2 separate regions of the Rattus norvegicus genome follow, and region 2 is linked to region 1. Evidence: chromatin contacts called from public Hi-C data. All regions are on one chromosome and are shown on one strand. Each heading gives the region's core, a stretch centred on a gene start, on an enhancer-like site or on the middle of the called end of the contact. The rest is flanking DNA. Distances are from core to core; before and after follow the strand shown.

What was found. Hi-C and Micro-C count contacts between places; a contact is called where the count stands out from the background.
Region 2: a Hi-C map of frontal cortex shows a contact between it and region 1, with 3 times the contacts expected there. The contact joins the promoter of Bsn here to the enhancer-like site in region 1. A contact is called at or near these places in 11 of 12 Hi-C or Micro-C datasets (the A7r5 cell line, the Rat2 cell line, Schwann cells and 6 more).

What each region holds. Positions count from the first base shown.
Region 1 is chr8:117,697,822-117,703,760 of GRCr8, reverse strand. Bsn (bassoon (presynaptic cytomatrix protein)) reads left to right here. Exons shown (of 12, transcript NM_019146.2): 2 at 1-299. Among named protein-coding and RNA genes, the nearest start is that of Apeh, 39 kb to the right of the region's middle. Within about 2 kb of position 1,795, at least 29 of the 93 cell types and tissues checked have an H3K27ac peak or open chromatin away from gene starts, as enhancers often do.
Region 2 is chr8:117,750,309-117,756,083 of GRCr8, reverse strand. Bsn (bassoon (presynaptic cytomatrix protein)) reads left to right here and starts at 1,672. Exons shown (of 12, transcript NM_019146.2): 1 at 1,672-1,987. The coding sequence starts at 1,773.

The DNA.
Region 1 (5,939 bases), core at 546-3,045:
CAAGGGCCCAAGGCCTGTCAGGCCAGGAGGCCGAAGGTCCCCGCAGGACACTGCAGGTAGACAGCAGGACACAGAGATCAGGACGGTCCCCCTCCGTGTCACCAGACAGAGGCAGCACTCCCACATCACCCTATTCCGTCCCCCAGATTGCCCCTCTTCCCAGCAGCACCCTGTGTCCAATATGCAAGACATCGGACCTCACATCAACCTCCAGCCAGCCAAACTTCAACACCTGCACCCAGTGTCACAACAAGGTCTGCAACCAATGTGGGTTCAACCCCAACCCTCACCTCACCCAGGTAAGGACCTCAGTCGGCACCACTTGTGTTTGACCGCTGCCTCAACAGCATCTCTCCTCTGCTCCCTTCCTTTCCTTCTACCAATCCTGACCACAGCGACTTCCCTTACCCACCAGCGCCCGTGAATCCTGATGATGGGGGTAGTGGCGGTGGTTCTGGGATGTGGAATCAGAGGTCAAGATCTGGCCCCAGGTCTCCTGAGAGATTCCTGTACCCTGAAAACTGAGAAGGAGCAGGAGCAATGGCTCAGCAGTTACGAACACCACCTGCTCTTCCAGAGGACTGGGGTCCATTTCCCAGCACCCACAAAACAAATCACAATCATCTGTAACTCCAGTCCCAGGGACTCCAATGCCCTCCTCACACAGCGTGTACAGAGACATTCTTGCAGGAAAACACTCAGAACTCACAAAAAATAAACCGAACCAAACCAAACCAAAAACCCTTTTAACCTGGTGGTGGTGGCATCGCATGCCTCTAATCCCAGCACTCAGGAGGCAGAGGCAGGCAGATCTGTGAGTTCGAGGCCAGCCTGGTCTACAGGGTGAGTTACAGGACAGCCAGGGCTACACAGAAAAACAAAACAAACCAAATAAACCAAACAACCCGAAAACTTAGAGTCTCAGAATAGAAATTAAAAAAACAAACAAAACCTGGTTTAATTACACCGTGGTGGGGCAAAAGAAAAGAACCACTTCTTCTGGTGATCCCTCTGTTAGAGGTGACCATGCATGCCTCTGGAGGCTTCCCTAGCTCTGGGTCTGCCTCTCCCCTTGACAGTCCTGCAGAGGGACACTCCTAAGAGGACCAGATTTCTAGCAGGACCTAGGAACTGCCTTCCAGCAGGGATCTGGACAGCTCCTCTCTAGGTTCGGTTCCAGCTATCTGAGGTCCTGAAGTGGTGAACTAGACTATCCTCTCCAATTTCATGGTAGAAACCAGGCATTCACAAGGGTAATCATACTCACAGAGGGCTATGCTACAGGACTAGATCCATGAGTTTAGCCTCTTTTGCCCCAAAGAACTGTCGATCCACATCGTCATCATGTTCAGGATGCTCTGTGTTGGAGGGAGATGCCTAACAGAGCTTTTGGGGGCTCCCTTTGGTGACCCAGAGGCTGGGTGCTCCTATGTGTTACTAAGTTGGGGCTATATGTTTGAAATACAGTTTATCCATTTTCTGGCATCCTTGTATTTCTCCAGGGGGACCCCTAGGAGTCTCAGCTTCTCCCCCCAAAGACTCTGCCCCGGACAGGATGCAGAGTAGCTTCTGTAGGCAGCCACTGGGATGTATCAGCAGCTGGGGTTGTTTGGACGAGTGGGAGGGGGATAAGTGAGAATAACTGTTAACAGGTCAGGGTCTATATCTGCCAAAGTGAGGTGCTGTGGGTGTGGGATGTGTGGTTTTTTGAGAGGTACGTGTGAGATTCCGAGGAAGGAGCTGTTGGTGTGGGGCGATGACTCAGTGCATTTGGAGTTGCTCCTGGAATGTGGAGGCTTCCTGAGGAGGCGTGCTCGCTCGTGATTACTGCATCTGTGATTAGAAACAGACCCATCCCTGCACTGATCAGTTAAGTAAGCGTTAGCTGTCCCATATTGGGAACAGTGTGATCAAAAGCTCACCTGTTGGATCCTACCAACTGAGACGCCACAAGCCCCTGGCCTCCCAGGAGCAGGAAGACTTGGCTGATGGTCCGTGTTTCTGAGGGATGGGCCCTCCTCGTGAACCCTTTGGATTTCCGACTCCATGAGATGCTCACTTGTGCTGCAGCCCTAGGTGGGGTGGGCGAGAAGAAAGAACCACACGTGGTGGGTATCCCAGCACCCCCTATGCCACAGCCTTAGTTAGCCTCCTGCCTACTTCAAGCCCAGAACCTTTAGCAAGATGGGAAGGGAGCCAGACTTTGACTGTGCCTAGAAAAACAGCAGAGTAGGAGGTCCTGAGACACTCAGTCCATCTGCCTCGTTGTGCTGGGCGGAAGCTGGGGCTCAGGGCCAGGAGGAAAGAGGGCCTCAAACTTACTGCAAATTGACAGTATTCGATGGAGAGCAAACATCTTGGCCAAATACTTCAAACAAATTCTGGGCTGGACAAATCAAGCAGTCCCTTAGCATGAGCTCCTGGCATCCTTGGGGCACCCAGAGTTCTAAGACAGCGATGAAAGCTGGCAGCCCTTCCCAGGCTGGCTGCTCCGGAGCATGGGAGAAGCCCCCTGCTCCACAGCACCACATTTGAAAACTGCAGCCCTAGTCTGTTGTACAGGCCCATGCCCACCGATGTTCTATTCTGCTGGGGCCTCCAGACACAATCTTTGCTTTCCCGGAGCTGGCTGTCCTGTCAGGGGAAGTCAGACCTTGGCACATTTTCCCGAGGAGTGGCAAAGCATAATGTTCAAATTGGTGCCATTGCCGTTTGTCACGTACTGAGAGCAGAGTCACCTCCCTGGTCACACCTTAATATGAAGAGGAAGCCACTCTACAGGCTTTGCTTGCCATCTGTCCAATCCGCCTAGGGAAACCACTTCTATTCTGCACACCTCTAACTCAGTTCAGGCTGGTCACTCCTCTGGAAGAAGGCCATGTCTTCTTGGATTTTTTTTTTCAGTTCAGGGCAGGTAAAGAATTTCACCTGAGGGCTGGAGAGATGGTTTAACAGTTTAAGAGCACTTTCTACTTGACACAAGAGCAGAGGACCTGAGTTCTGTTCCCAAGTACCCACAAGGCAGCTTACAGCCATCTACAATTCCAGTTCCTAGGGAATCTGATGCCCTCTTCTGGTCTTCGTGGATATTGCATACACGCGGTGCACTTAAGTGCATACAAGCAAAAAATAAAAAGTGAAATAAAAATAAATCCTTTTTAAAATTACAAAGATTTCAGCTATTAGGAACTGTGCCAAGAGACCATGTAGAGGGTTTCATTTTGGTGCCAGTTCTGTTTTTACCACACACAAGAAACCCTTGCTCTGACATCACGTTGGTAGTTAGAGGCCAGGGATGCTAACATTCTGTGCTGGGCATGGGAAGTGAGGGAGTGCTTCTCCTTGTCTCTTCCTAGAAGCAGGTGCCCAAGGACCAACCTCCATGGCTTTGCCAATGCTGCAGGTCCAGTCAGGCTGGTCGGCAGCCTCTCCAATCATCTGCAATAGGAAGGAGGCCATATTGCCTTTGTCTATTCTAGCAGTCTGAGGGAGAAGTCAAGGCAGAGCCATGTAGCTGCCGTAGAGGTGAGGAAGAGGAGCCAATGGCCTAGAAGTGAGCTGCAGGAGAATCTGAGCAGTGAGCCTCAGAGCCTCTCACCCACCGAGAGCAGTCCCGACAGCACACTGGCCCAGGCCTCCTGGAGACAGGTGTGTCCTTGGCCTGCGAGCCCCAGGAATGTGTGCAGTATAAGGTACAACATACGCAGGCTTCAGTCCAGGCAAGTTCTGCCAAAACACTTCCTCCAGGTGGCCACAGCCTGGGCCTCCCGTGTTCTTCGCATATGAGGGGTGTGAGGGCTGCTATCCCCACCGAGACAGGGCTTCTCTGTTTCACCCTGACTGGCCCAGAGATAGATTCACTTCAAAGCTCCACTTGAGAAAATTACCAAGCTGATGAGCTGGATCAACAGGTAAAAACACTGGATGCCAAGCCCGACAATCTGAGTTCAACCCCAGGATCTGCACAGTGGAAGGACAGAAGGTGTTTTTTGATCTCCAAGACACACACACACACACACACACACACACACACACACACAGACACACACACACACTCACAGACACACACATAATACACACACACACACAGACACACACACATTCACAGACACACACATAATACACACAGACACACACACAGAGAGACACACACAGAGACAGACAGACACACACACATACACACATATAGACACACACATACACAGACACATACACACACACATATATAGACACAAGCACAAATACATACACGTAGAGAGACAAACATAGACATACACAAACATGCAGACAGACACACACATATACACATACAGACACACATAACACATACACACATATATACACATACACATATACACATACACAGACTTATACATCACATACAGACATACAGAGAGAGGGAGAGAGAGAGAGAGAGAGAGAGAGAGAGAGAGAGAGAGAGAGAGAGAATATATAAAGAAAAATTGTTTGAAAGCACTAAAGAGGGAGAGAGTGTGGTCAGGACCTTATCTATTCCAGGTTTAGATGATGCTGAGGCCAAAGCAGGTATGTTTAACTTCCTGTCCCCCTACCCCTACCCTAATGGCAAGCCTTGGGCTTAGATGCTTACCCAAGGCAGGTTGTGCAAAGAAGGGAGGGAGCCCATGTAATGGTCTAAGCCTCTCCCTCTAATGCCTGCATCCCACTCCTTTCCCAGCAAGGGCCAGGGCACCAGATGGCCCGGGGGTGGTGCTATGAGCAGCACAGAACCCTCAGCCCTAGCCAGCAGCCTGTCCCCTTTCCTCTGTCCCCTCCTGGCCACACTGCTGCTTGGGCCAGATTCAGATGAGGAGAGGTGTCATAAGGGCATGGGATGAGTCCTTCTTCAGGAGGAGATGGCTATAGCCCTTCCCTCTAACCCTAAATAAAGTGGAAGTGGACCTCTAGGCAGGCTGGGGTAGGAAAGGGATCTTAACCACCATGTGCCTAGTCAGATTGCCTTATAGTAGTCACCTTGATTTAAAACAACAACAACAACACCTTTCAGTCAGTAAGGGAAGTCCTCCAAGCTACTACAAGCTCTTAGGGCAGCCAGCCCTGTTGCTAGAACATGGCCCCAGGCTGACTGATTTCAGGGGACAGGACCTCAGTTGGATCTGCAGGATGAAGAACAGACCCACTGGAGACACGGGAGAGACAAGAGTGCCACAGTATGGACTGTTTCATAGCCGAAGCCATCAGGCATGGAGAGCTGGCCCTAGCCACAGAAGAAGGCTAGGCATCAGCTGAACATGAGTGGGAAAGTAATCCAGAGCAGAAAACGCAGAGTTTATCCCTAAGACTTACATTTTTATATGTAAAGTCAAAGGAAAGAGGATGGAGACAGTGAAGTAAAGACGGCCAAGAAAAGGGGTGATGAGATGGCTCAGTGGGGAAAGGTGCTTGCTGCCAAACCTGATGAACCAAGTTCAACTCCCAGGACCTACATGGTAGAATAAGAGAGCTGGCTCTTGCAAGCTGTACTTTGACCCCTACACAAAAGCTGTGGTGCGTGCCCACAGAGGCACACACAAATAAACCCCCAAATTTCAAAACAAAGTTGACAGGAAAAAAAAAAACAAAACACAGAGGGAGGTAGAGAGATGGCCTTGTGGTTAAGAGCACTTGCTGCTCTTCTAGAGGACCAGAGTTTGGTTCTCAGCACTCAGGTAACTGCCTGTAACTCCAGCTCCTGGAGATTCCATGCCCTCTTCTGGCCTCCACAGGTACTGTCCATGCTCACACACATAAAAGTAAAATTAAAAAAAAATTAATGAAAAAAGAGACCCTGTTTCAAAAAAGTAAATAAATACATAAAGTCAAGCTAGGCACAGTGATGCATATCTTTAATCCAACCATTCTCCATGCAGAGGAGAGTGGATTTCTGAGGTCAAGATCAACCTGGTTTACAAAGTTAGTTC
Region 2 (5,775 bases), core at 423-2,922, 52 kb before region 1:
TATACCCTTAGCTATCCTGGAACTCACTCTGGACCAGGCTGGCACTGAATTTAGATCTGCCTGCTTCTGCCTCACAGATGGTGATAAAAGGTGTGTGCCACTATACCCAGCTACTACTTTTTTTTTTTAAATAGGGAAACTTGATAGGGCCAATTTTTTTTAAAGATTTACTTATTTATTACATATAATGTACACCATCACTGTCTTCAGACACACCAGAAGAGGGCACTGGGTTTCATTACAGATGGTTGTGAGCCACCATGTGGTTGCTGAGATTTGAACTCAGGACCTCTGGAAGAGCAGTCAGTACTCTTAACCACTGAGCCATCTCTCCAGCCTCCAGCTACTATTTTTAATTATGCATATTTGTGTGAGTCTGTGCATGTGAGTGCTAGTGTTTTTAAAACTAGAGGTATAAGATCCCTCTGGAGCTCAAATTACAGATAATTGTAAGCCCAACATGGGTGGTCACAATCCCAAACAAGCCCTTTGCAAGAACAGCAATTTTTTTTTCTTTTGTGGTTTTTCTTTTTCTTTTTTTTTTTTTAAAGATTTATTCATTTATTATATATAAGTACACTGTAGCTGTCTTCAGACACACCAGAAGAGGGCATCAGATCTCTTTACAGGTGGTTGTGAGCCACCATGTGGTTGCTGCGAATTGAACTTAGGACCTCTGGAAGAGCAGTCGTCACTCTTAACCGCTGAGCCATCTCTCCAGCCCCTTTTGTGGGTTTTGTTTTTTTGTTTGTTTGTTTGTTTGTTTTTGTTTTTGTTTTTGTTTTTGTTTTTTTTTTTTTTGGGGTTCTTTTTTTCGGAGCTGGGGACAGAACCCAGGGCCTTGCGCTTCCTAGGGAAGCGCTCTACCACTGAGCTAAATCCCCAACCCCTTTGTGGTTTTTTTAGAGGAGGTTTTTCTGTGTAGTTTAGCGGTCCTGTAACTCTCTCTGTAGACCAGGCTGGATTTGAACTCAGAGATTCGCTTGTCTCTGCCTCCCAAATGCTGGGATTAAAGGCTTGTGCCACCAAGTCCGACTGCAATATCTGTTCTTAACTGCTAAATCATCTCTCTAGACCATCTTTTAAAGGAAGACATTTTTATCTGTATATGTGTATAGCTGGGGGTACGGGGAGGGTAAGGAGAGCAGAGGACAACGCGTGGAAGTTGGTTCTTTCCTTTGACCATGTGGGCTCCTAACTTACAGCATCAAACTTGGAGCAAGCATCTTTACCTATTGATACCTCTTGCCGGCCCCGTTTCTTTTTCTTTTAAAAGGGTTTGTTGTAGGCTGCTGTCCTCGAACTCACAATGTACCGGAGGATGACCTTGATTTTCCTGTCTCAACCTCCTAGGGACTGGTATTACATATGTAGGCCACCACTCCCCGCTCTTAGGTCGCTTCTAAGGTCTAGTGAACCCCCAGAGTGGTCCAACAGAACGAGGCCACCCTATGCAGCCGGCCTTCATTCAACACCCGCCGGCCGCGTTGGCCGCGGAGGGCGCATGCGCGGGTTCCGGAGGCCTTTTCCCGGCGACCCCGAGGGCGGTGCGTGGACACGAGTCTTCGCGGGCTGGCGTGAGCGCGCGCCGGGAGGGGGGGGGCGTGTGCAAGGCAGGGGCGCGCTCGACGCGCATGCGCAGCACCAGGCGGCTGTGTGAGCCAAGCTGGGAGATGGCGGCAGCTGCGGTGGAGCGGAGAGTGTGAGCGCCGCCCGGGAGCCGCCGGCCCGGGCGCAGTGCGACCCCGACCCCGCCCGCCCGCCTGCCCACCATGGGCAACGAGGCCAGCCTGGAGGGCGGCGCGGGCGAAGGGCCGCTGCCGCCGGGAGGCTCTGGTCTGGGTCCGGGCCCCGGAGCAGGGAAGCCGCCTTCAGCACTAGCTGGCGGCGGACAGCTCCCCGTGGCTGGTGCTGCGCGAGCGGCGGGACCCCCGACCCCTGGTCTCGGTCTGGTCCCCGGCCCTGGTCCCGGCCCCGGCCCGGGCAGGTAAGAGCGCGCGTCTGGGCGCCTGGGGGGCAGGGAGCTGTGGTCTGAATCTGGGGCCGGGGCCTGGAATCCCACGATCTTGTGGACAGCAGGTTCGGGTCTGTCTGCACTCGAATCCTGCCAGATTGGCGTGAGCTTGGTGGTCGAGGTGAGCGACCCAGGGTTTCCAGCCGCCCCGCCTTGACAGGACAGGATGGTGAGTACAGGGTTAGTCAGGGCCTGCAGACCGTGACTTCGTCACATTCCCCCAATTTTCTTCCCCATAGCGCAGGGGCCCAACAGCTCAGGAGGGGCTTATGTAACCTTAGCCTGGTCCCTCTGCACAGGGGAGCAATGGGATGGAAGACATCCTCCCTGTCTGCCAGCGTCTGCATATGTCCATTGTGTTGGGTCGAGAAAGAGCACAATGGGAGTGGCTATCAGGGAAGATAAGTGTCACTGCTAAGGAACAGGGAAAGATGGGAATAGTTGAGCCATGAACTTGGTCTTTTGCTTTCCGCAAGCATTTCATGGCTGTCAGTGTCTTTGAGGAAAAGGAAATTGCCCACTGGATACTATCAGGCCCGATAATACTCACAGTCATGTGCTTTCATCAAGGGTTCGTGAACACTTTCAGGTTGAAGCAAAAAACGCTAGTGAATTACCTCCCACCAAATATGAACTCGTTGCTTAATGATTTAGCTCAACACCTCCAGCCAGTGGGAAAGCCAAAATCCACACAGAATGGTTTAAACCGAATAGATCTGGCCAAATATTTTGAGCCCAGCTTGTTTTAGGTGTTTGCCAAACCCAGATTCTGCAAAAACAAGTTGCAACGAAAGCAGAGGATGTGAATGTTGATCTGTGTCAGCCGACTCAAGACTACCAAGAGATGACAGGGTAAAACGGAAGACGTTATTTTTACACCAGTTGAACCTGGGGAGTAGCATCCCCCTTGGGGGAAGTGCTTCTATCTCCAATATATAAGCTGCCAATATATATGTTGCTTTGCTTTTTCCGGTACACAAAAACTCCAAGGAAGAATAATGTTTGCTTTTTCAGATGTCCAACTATGCCTCCTGTGTTTATTTCTTCAGAAGTCTTTTCTTAGACAACTCACAGTTATGAAGAGATGTCAGTAGCCTGAAACCGTCTCAAACAAGCCAGCCCATGAACGTACCTTTTAGAGATGGAATTTGCTTGTTTTACAATTTGCTATTCCAGCAATGCAGTTGAGTAGCACAGCTCTTAGCCCTGGCAACACTGTCCGTCTGGCTGTGTGTAGAGTTGCTTGTTTGGATTTTAGCTTGAGAAAGAGGCTCACCAAGCTTCAGCTCTCTCCCTCCAAGGGAAAGCTGCAGCTGACTGGAAAAACACCTTGTTGTTATAGGGGGGAATTTACCACTTCCCTACCGGTTAACCACACTGGCTGCTGTACTCGCTGTTTATCAGACATTGCAGAAGCAAGCATATGGAATTTTGGGAAAGGCCTGGCAGCTTAGAGGGACAGGAAAGAGACTGCTGTATGCTGCCCATACGCCTCGGTGTTCCATTTCTGTTCTACCTATAAATCCGGCTACAGTGCAGACATAGCCACTGCCATACACGCAGAAACCATGGGCTACTGCTGGGGTTAGCAGTCATAACACATTTTACCAGCTGTGGGCAGGGCTCACGCACTGACCTGTGTTCCTGAGGTCTTTCGGTTTTGAGGCTTGGGAGGTGAGCTGTGTGGTTTGTCCGTAACACTGAAGACTGAGGACCCTTGAGGGGGTAGGATTCACTCTTCTAGCTCCTAGTCAGTTCATCACAGCATCTCAGCGAAGCAGACAGCGCTTCTGTCTGTCTGTCTCTCCCTCAGAGTCGGGATGGCTTCTAGTTCCTCTCACCAGTGCATTTCAGGTACCTGATACCAAATTTAGCATGTTCTGTTCTGAGATGCCGATGAACAGATTGGCCCATTGATGGAGAAGAACCCCATGGCATGTGCCTCCAGGCATTCACCAAAGAGCATTGCTCAGGGATATATTTGTTCCCAATGAGATCTTGAATTTATAGCAGCCAGAAACCTTATAGTATCGGGGAAGGGGCCAAAAGAGGATGTGATTAATTTTCTAAACCCATAGGGGAACAAAAGTGAGGTTCCTAGGGAGTGGAACCCTGGCTCTCTGCTATTGCCACATCGCCTCCTGTCACCTCAAGCTGAGTTCGTTCTTTTCATCCTCATGCTGAGCTGACTTGGGCTCTGTGAGGGGGTGGCTTCCGCGTTCAAGGCTGAAGAGCCTGACTTGAATTCAGTAAGCATAGGTGCTGCCCCACCCATAGTGATGTCTCTCAGCCTCCAGGGATGATGGCGGGGCTTGTAGAGCTCCACAAGAAAGGATTTTCTGTTTCTGGTCTCAAGTTCACCTCATATAGTTACATCAGCTCTGCTTTTCCCATCGAGACAGATTGGAAGAAAGCTGATCTCTCTCCCTCAGACTCTGCTTTCTAAGCTAAGAGATTTGGTAGAGGCTGCATTCTGTTAGCGAAAGGAACAAGCTTCATTCATTCATTCATTCATTCATTCATCCACTCTTCACTCACTCACTTACAGAGATGCATCAATGGGCAGTAAAGGCACAAGATGATGTGATTACCTGTACATGTGACCATGACATACCACCAGGTTAAGGCCAGACCTTGTAGGCACTGGGGAAGTAGTCAAAGGAGCTGGGAGTGGCAGAGTGCTTATTCAGTACCTATAAGGCCCTGGGTTCAAGACCCACTACTACCACGAAACAAAACAAAAACCTGCTTTCTGGGCACTGGGGAGTTGGTTCAGCAGTTAAGAGCACTGACTACTCTTTTAGAGGACCTGGGTTCAATTCCTCACATCCACACGTTTAGTGACAACCATCCAGAACTTCAGTTCCAGGGTATCCGACACTCTTCTGGCCTCCGTGGACGCCAGGCATATATGATGTGTAGATATACCTGCAAGCAAAACACCCATACACATAAAAATAAAACTTAAAAGACTTATGCAAAGCAGGGAGGAAGAGATGGTTCAGTGGTGAAGAGCACTTGCTACACAATCACGAGGACCTAGGTTTGGTTTCCAGCATCATATAGCTGGGCATCTCAGGCAAACCTGCAGCCACAGCGCTGAGCAGTTGGGGCAGGACAAGAGGGGCACTAAGATTTGCTGGCTGCCAGCCTCTCTGAGAAGATGAGCTTCAAAAGGGGTGAGTGGAGAATGTTGAAGAGGATGCTCAGGATCCTCGTTTGGCATCTCCACGTGCGGACACAGGTGAACACACCCCTCCCCCAACTGTGCACATTCACATACAAATAAGTAAGTCTAAAAACAGTTACTTTAAAACTGCACAAAGGGTGCACATAAATCAGTGGTGGCCCATCTCGCCCACATCAGCTGCACGGACTTGTAAATGTTTCGTCACGTGTAAATTCATCTTCAATAAATCAGCTGAGATATCTTAGGTATCAAGAACGAGCACAGGATTTGGCTACATGGAGGGTATGGAAGGGAAAAAACCCAGTACTACCCTCTAGCATTCAGTCTGGTTCGTTAGGTCCTTCTTGGAGAGCCAAATCATGGATAATCTCCAGGAGAGACTGAGCAGCCTGGTGTCTGCATACGGAAGGGTTTTTCAAGTAGGACGGTTAGAAAGACACAGGTTTCAAGGGATGGAGACGCCCGAAGCATTATGGAAAAATTATTGGAATTCAGGAGTAGGGGGGGAAGAAGCAGGGAAGAGGAATGTGGTCTACCTTGGCAGAGACAATGAGCAAAGAGCAAGACTGAA